Regions from separate parts of the Mus musculus genome. Here region 1 is linked to region 2. The links are chromatin contacts, called in public HiChIP or PLAC-seq maps. All regions are on one chromosome and are shown on one strand. Each heading gives the region's core, a stretch centred on a gene start, on an enhancer-like site or on the middle of the called end of the contact. The rest is flanking DNA. Distances are from core to core; before and after follow the strand shown.

Region 1 (3,251 bases), core at 186-2,685, 240 kb after region 2:
GTAAAAGTTAAAGATTATAAATTTAAGGCATAAAAGTTTAGAAAGCCATATTCTTGGGAACTTTTGAATTATGTTCATGTTAATCTCACAGGTGAAAGTGCATGGAAATTTTCTAATTATACTCTTATTTTTGTACTCTTTAACAAGCTGGGAATGGACATTTATATTTACCTGTGGGGGGAAAAACTCTTAAAACTTAAATGTTTTTTTTTTTCTTGAATTGGTAGTAAGGCTGAAAGCCACTCTGTGTCATTATCAAGGACAACAGGGGAGGCGCAGAGAGATTTGAAGCAGAAGGCAGAGTGTCCAGAGTTTTGTGTATTTACAGATTTGAACACTATGCTAGCAACAAAAGCAGTCAAATGTACTTGAAAGGTATTAATTTTGAAAAGGGAAAAATGGTTACTGTATTAGAGTGGTGAAATGGGTTGGCTTTTTCTTGTTTTACATTTTCTTAAGTGTTGTTACCGACGTTTTCAAGAGGTGAGGGCAATGCTCTGCTGAGGGAAGCATTGGGATGCAGCTGCACAAACCCTAAATTCAAGGATGTACCTCACTTACGTCCCTCAGGGGAACTGTTTCTTTCCCTTGCCATTTGGATGCGATGAAGAGAAAAAAAAATCTTTTACTGGAAAGATGCGGGGTGAGAGCGATAATGCAAGCAAAGAAGCGTCTGCAGTTGCTTAGTGAGTGCTTGCATTTGAAAGTGGGTACATGGCTATGCACATAAATACATACATGATATCAGGGCTATCATAAACACTTGGGGTGGGGTGGGAGGAAACCCTGGAGAGACACGACTGATGGGAAAAGCAAGAGGCTCACTAGACGAAGCGAGCAGAACTTGCCAGTGGTTTATACTTCTTCGGTTTTGTTTAACGGTAGATAGAGGTGGCCAAGTGAGAAGAAAACGTGGGTCGACCGCGACCCGCAAAGAGTGAACAGCAACCAGAGAACGAAAGATGAGGTGTCACTGCACAAAGGAAAGCTCAGACTTGGACCTCGCGGAGGCAAACGTGTCAGCACCCGGATCCTGCAAAGCCCATACCCGTCCCGGTCCTCAGCCCTGGTAGGCACGCTGCCGTGGGCCTCCCGCCGGGAGCCAAGCTTCTCCAGGCTCCGTGGTCCGCGGAGCTGCCCGGAAGCCTCGGGGCGCCGTGGGTACTGACCCCCGCATGGCACCGGCTCAGCGCTGGGGCCAGCCAGGCCCTCCCCAGAGTCTGGGGACGCACGCTAGGTGAGTGACAGCACCACACGTCAGCCTTCGCCACCCGGGCAAGGGAGCGGGCTGAGCAAATCCAGGTTCTCCCAAGGCTCACCTGGGAGGTGATCATGATGCTGGAGTCGATCAGGAAGCTCATGGCGAAGCCTCGGGAGGCCCATGCCCAGCTGTCTACCCCTCAGAGAAGCCGCGGCTTAAGACCTGTCCACCTGCTGTGGTAGGCGGCCTGGCCTGGCGCGTGCTTACGTCATCAAGATGCGCCCTAGCCAGCCAATCAGCGGCCGCATTCTCCGTTTGCCTGGAAGGTGAGGGTGGGCAGGGCTGGAAGCCGCTGGGTAGACTCAAAGCAGATGTGTTTCTTCTTAGTAGGCACAAGGAGGTGAGGAGAGGTAACATTTGCTTTAAGTGGCACTGCCATTAAATATAATGAAATTATTTTTATATTTTTCATAGCTAGAAACACTGGGGTGAGAGTTGTGCGAGGTCCTCAGTGACATTCCCAACACGGCAGAAAGTAAAAATAAGTTAACATAGCGAGTGAGGCTTTAAGTCAAGTAGTGTGTTGCAGATGTTACAGATTTTACTTGGTTTAAAAAGCAGTGTGACATCTATAAGCGAAAGGATGGTGGACAGGAACGTAAGAGTCTTCTCAAACATAGCTAAGTAAATTTCTGATATGATAACGTCAAAAGCACACGGCTTATAAGAGTGTGCACTCATTGGACTCTAATGAGACCGCCATTATAGTTGGCGCTTTAGGGTGTGGAGTATTAGGCCAAAGGACGAGAAATTACATGAAGACAGATTTTAATTCAAAATAATAATTACGTAGGAGTCTTAAAGGTGGGCTATGTTAGAAAGTAGTTTCCCCCTTCCCAACACAGTCTGAGTGGCTGTGGCTCAACTACAAAGTGAATTATAATTCCTTCCATTAGATACTCCATTTATGAAGGCTTAATATACTACAATGGGACTTAGACTTTTCCCACTAGAACCCTAGCTAGTCTTATTGTAAAGACTAGTTACAGTCAAGGCTTGTAAGGGTGCAAGTGTATGTTGCAGGGGATGCTGGTATCTAGAAAGTGAGTGCTCAGATTATAATATAAATAAACAAGAACATTCCCCCAGGTTGCCACACATAAAGAAAGACCCCTGTTCCTTTGATCTGAAGCCTGTCTTACCAAGCAGCCTGTCCTAGTTAGGGCTACTATTGCTGTGTTGAAACACCATGACCGAAAACAAGTTGGGGAGAAAAGGGTTTATTTCAGCCTACACTTTCACACTGTAGTTCCCTTTTGAGGGAAGTCATGACAGGAACTCAAACAGGGCAGGGATCCTGAGGCAGGAGCTGATGCAGAGGCAATGGGTGTGTGTGTGTGTGTGTGTGTGTGTGTGTGTGTGTGTGTGTTGCTTACTGGCTTACTTGTGGCTTGCTCAGCCTGCTTCATATGTGTATAACTCAGACATGGCAACACCCACAATAGACTGGGCCTTCTATCACCAATCACTAATTAAGAAAATGCTCTACAATTTTGCTTCCAGTCCAATCTTATGGAGGCATTTTTCTCAATTGAGTTTCCTTCTTCTTAGATAACTTTAGGTTGTGTCAAATTGACATAAAACCAGATAGCACACAGCACAAACTACATATCAAATACCAAATACCTGTACCAGAGTGCCAGGGAGCTGTGGAGGCTGCCTTACCATGAGAGTCTCTTAAATCACAGAACTCTGTGTTCCTGGTCCCATCTCTCAGGGAAGCAGATAGCTGCCTACAATGTGGCACTCAACTGTCATTCAAAGCTGTGGGATAGTGGAGGACACTGGGAAATTGTACTTGTATAATTATTATGCCTAACTAATTTGATCTATAGGATTTGTGAACTTAAGTAAGCACACACAGAGATGAAATTTAAAATTGAATATGTAAGTTGGGATTGATACGTGAAAGCAACACTAGGGATTGTTCTGAACCTCTGGTCACCTATCCTCTGTGCCTGCGTGGAACAGAAAGTGCTTCTTGCTCTAA
Region 2 (3,419 bases), core at 705-3,204:
CAAGGACATATCTGCCTCCTCAATGTCCTAAGCTCAGGAGCAGGGCTCTTCCCGACTTTCTCGGTCTATTCTTCAGAATAGAAGTTCATTAGTCTTTTGAAGCAAAACCAGTGTAGAAGCAACTATAGAAACAATGGTTTCTTCTCCACACTAGACACTTCCTTTCTTGTTGCTTTTTGCTCACTCATGCATTTATACATTCACACATTTACTTACCAGACATTAAAGACCTACTATGAGCCAAGCTAGGGGACTAATTAAAAAAAAAAAAAAACCAAAAACACAACCACTGCCATCAGAGAGTCCCCACCTGATTGGAAAAACAAAGATGTAAACGGACAACAGGAAGGTGGGGGCCATCTAGGTGATGGTAAGAATGACCAGTAAGGCACACACCAAAATGCACACTGATAGGCAGGTTGTCAGAGTTTTAAGGGAAATTTTACAACAATGAAAAACACTTTACATGGATTAAGAAAGTACAAGGGGGGGGGGCTGGTGAGATGGCTCAGTGGGTAAGAGCACCCGACTGCTCTTCCAAAGGTCCGGAGTTCAAATCCCAGCAACCACATGGTAATGAGATCTGACTCCCTCTTCTGGAGTGTCTGAAGACAGCTACAGTGTACTTACATATAAATAAATCTTAAAAAAAAAAAAGTTGCAAAGGGCATTATGAATGAATGGTCTGCTACAACAGTTTAAACTTGGAAGTTTGCCAGAAAATACTGAGAGTGAAGGCAGGCTTCTGGTTTTGGTTTTTGAGACAGGATCTCTCTGTTATGTACCTCTGGCTGTCCTGGAACTTGCTATGTAGACCCACCACACAAGACTGGCCTCAATTTACAGAAATCTACCTGCCTCTGATTCCGGAGTGCTGAGATTAAAGGCGGATGCGTCACCACACCTTCTTCAGGCTTCTGTTTCAGAAGAACCTTGAAAACCATGTTAAGAACTTTGGGCCTAAGCCGGGCGGTGGTGGCACATGCCTGTAATAATAGCACTTGGGAGGCAGAGGCAGGCAGGTTTCTGAGTTCGAGGCCAGCCTGGTCTACAAAGTGAGTTCCAGGACAGCCACGGCTACACAGAGAAACCCTGTCTCGACCAAACAAAAAAAAAAAAAAAAGAAAGAAAGAAAAAAGAAAAGAACTTTGGGCCTATAGCATCTTGGGGGGGCGGGGGTGGGGGTGGGGTCTGCTGCTAAGCCTCACTACTTTAGTTCAAGCACCGGATTCACAAGGTGAATGGAGAAAGCCAACGCCGGTTGTCTTCTGACCTCCACAAGGGTGCCCACCCTTAGCGCATACTCATGCCTCAGTAAATGAATTAATGTAAAACACTTCTAAAAAGAATTTTGGGCTTTATTCCATAGGGTTCCATGAGTATTTGGGTGGGCTTGCTTGGTTTACAGGGAGGAGAAAGGAGAGATGGGAAGGCCAGACCAGTTGGCTGCAACTAATACTTGTCAAACAAGAATTACTAAGAAGTGAGTCTAAAGGATAAGGAAGGTCGGACTTTTTGTTTGTTTGTTTGTTTCTTGGAGTGGGGAAGCAGACAGTAAAAACTCTCCCCTTGCTGCTTTCTAAGATCTGCGTTAGTGATCGGCTTGATCCTTTGAGTTTTGTCCAACCTCTGGTTGCAGTGGGTCACAAATCACCCATTGGTGATCAAGTCTGCTTAGTGCATCACGTTTCCAAACTCTATAGAAGATCTTGGGGCGTTGGGAGGGAGGGGATGAAGCACACACAGGTCATGGCTATGACTAAGAGTCATTAACTGGTAAAAGAGGTTGGTGACATCGAAGCTTGTGGAGGTCCTTGAGAGGGGGCGGGGGCGGAACTGGGGGTGGAGCTCCAAGCAGAAAGACGGGGGACTTAGGGCCTGGAAGTCGCTGGTGCGGAGGCTGCGAGCATCCCTCTTGGATTCGGTAGGTAACTACAGGGGGCGGGCTTCGGCTGAAGGGCGGAACTTGAGAGCCAGCCAGGGTGGCCGCAAAAGACTGCGGGCTTTTTGCCTCTGCAGGGACGGGGTTAGGCAGGGCCAGAGGCGGGGTTTTAAGCCCAGCCTTCAGTTGAACGTCTACGATTGAGCGGGGTGGGATCTGGGGCGGGGCTTGGGGCGGGACCCAGTCTGCTTTTTGACAGCTGTCTTTCGGCACAGCCGTAGCCGAGTTGGGTTAGGAACTTGTGGCCCGGCTCTCTGCGCGTCCCCGTCCCCCCGTGGCCCTAGCCCCGGCCATGAAGCGCATCTTCTCCTGCTCCAGTTCACAAGTGGCGGTAGGTGCCAAATGTGTGGGAGAAGGGCTGTGGCTGGGATTCAAGCCCTGTGTTGACAGAAGTCCTGAGTCCCATCTCCATGGATGATCGCATTAACCCTGCCTGCATCAGTCTTTCCTGCGATGTTAGCAGTTCTGATAATGCGGTCGCCAGCCCTGGTAACTGAACTTATGGGTGTTATTAAAACCCTGTCCCTTAATCTTTTCCTTCCCAAGGTGCTTCCCCTTGGCTCCTTTTCCCAACATATTTGGCTTCCAGCTTCTGGTATGCTTTCTAAAGTTCTGTTCTCTTCCAATGACCCTGGTCTCTACTTCAGCTGCGGCTCCCAGTACCAACCCACCTCCAGACATCTGCCCGCCCCCACCCCAGCCTTTAAATCCGTTCCTACTTCTATCCCTAATTCCTGCCCTATAGCTTCACTTCCATCCTTGCCTTCTCACAACGTTCTCTCTCACATAGCTCCATTTTTACTCTTTGCTTTCTGCCCCTAACAGTATTTTCTGCCCCCAAAGTATTCTCACCCCAGTGCCTTCTTCCAACCCTTCTTCACAGCCTCCTTTACCAAACTTGCCTCTTCCACTCCATGACACTGCCTCTTCCACTCTCTCAAGCACCAATCCAAATCTCTTTCCAAGCGTCTGTCCAACATGGGGCCTCTGTTTTCTTAATTTCCAGTGACCTTTTCCTCAATATTACTTCCTCTACCTTTTGCCTGGACCTCCTGCCTGCTTACAGTGGCTTAACCTTGCAACCTAGCTAGCCAGACAAACGCTGTCAGAGGACAGACAAGTCTCCTGGCTGATCCCCAAGAGCCTGGGTGAGTTGCCTGCAGAATTTACCCTGGCCAGTTCTCTGTACTGTCTAGTCTTCAGACTGGTTCTTGGGACCAATCAAGTTCTGTCTGGTTCTCCCCCCATCCCACCCCACCCCCAATTATTCCTTTGTCTTGTTTAGCATTTGTGTTCATTTTCTTTGATTGAGTTAGGGGAATGAGATGGTGAAGGAGAAGACAGAGTGGATCACAATGAGAGAGTTCCTGACAAGGGTTACTCTCTTCTCCGTTCTCTCCCCTCTAGAGCAAAACAAAGATTTTGGAAGATGGTGGTTCAGGGAGGATACAGTTGTCCTTCTCTAAAGAGTTCTTCC

The links. HiChIP or PLAC-seq counts read pairs in DNA pulled down with a chosen protein or histone mark.
Region 1: an H3K4me3 HiChIP or PLAC-seq map of bone marrow-derived macrophages shows a contact between it and region 2, with 5 times the contacts expected there. The contact joins the promoter of Gpr89 here to the promoter of Ankrd35 in region 2. A contact is called at or near these places in 4 of 39 promoter capture datasets (embryonic stem cells, liver, pre-B cells and 1 more), 1 of 484 Hi-C or Micro-C datasets (embryonic stem cells), 1 of 115 datasets of contacts at active chromatin or transcription factors (bone marrow-derived macrophages) and 2 of 9 other capture datasets (adipose tissue and pancreatic islet).

Annotation. Positions count from the first base shown.
Region 1 is chr3:96,903,863-96,907,113 of GRCm38.p6, forward strand. Gpr89 (G protein-coupled receptor 89) reads right to left here and starts at 1,436. Exons shown (of 14, transcript NM_026229.4): 1 at 1,320-1,436. The coding sequence starts at 1,361.
Region 2 is chr3:96,668,177-96,671,595 of GRCm38.p6, forward strand. It overlaps Ankrd35 (ankyrin repeat domain 35), which reads left to right and starts at 1,955. Exons shown (of 14, transcript NM_001356538.1): 1 at 1,955-2,273. The coding sequence starts at 2,235.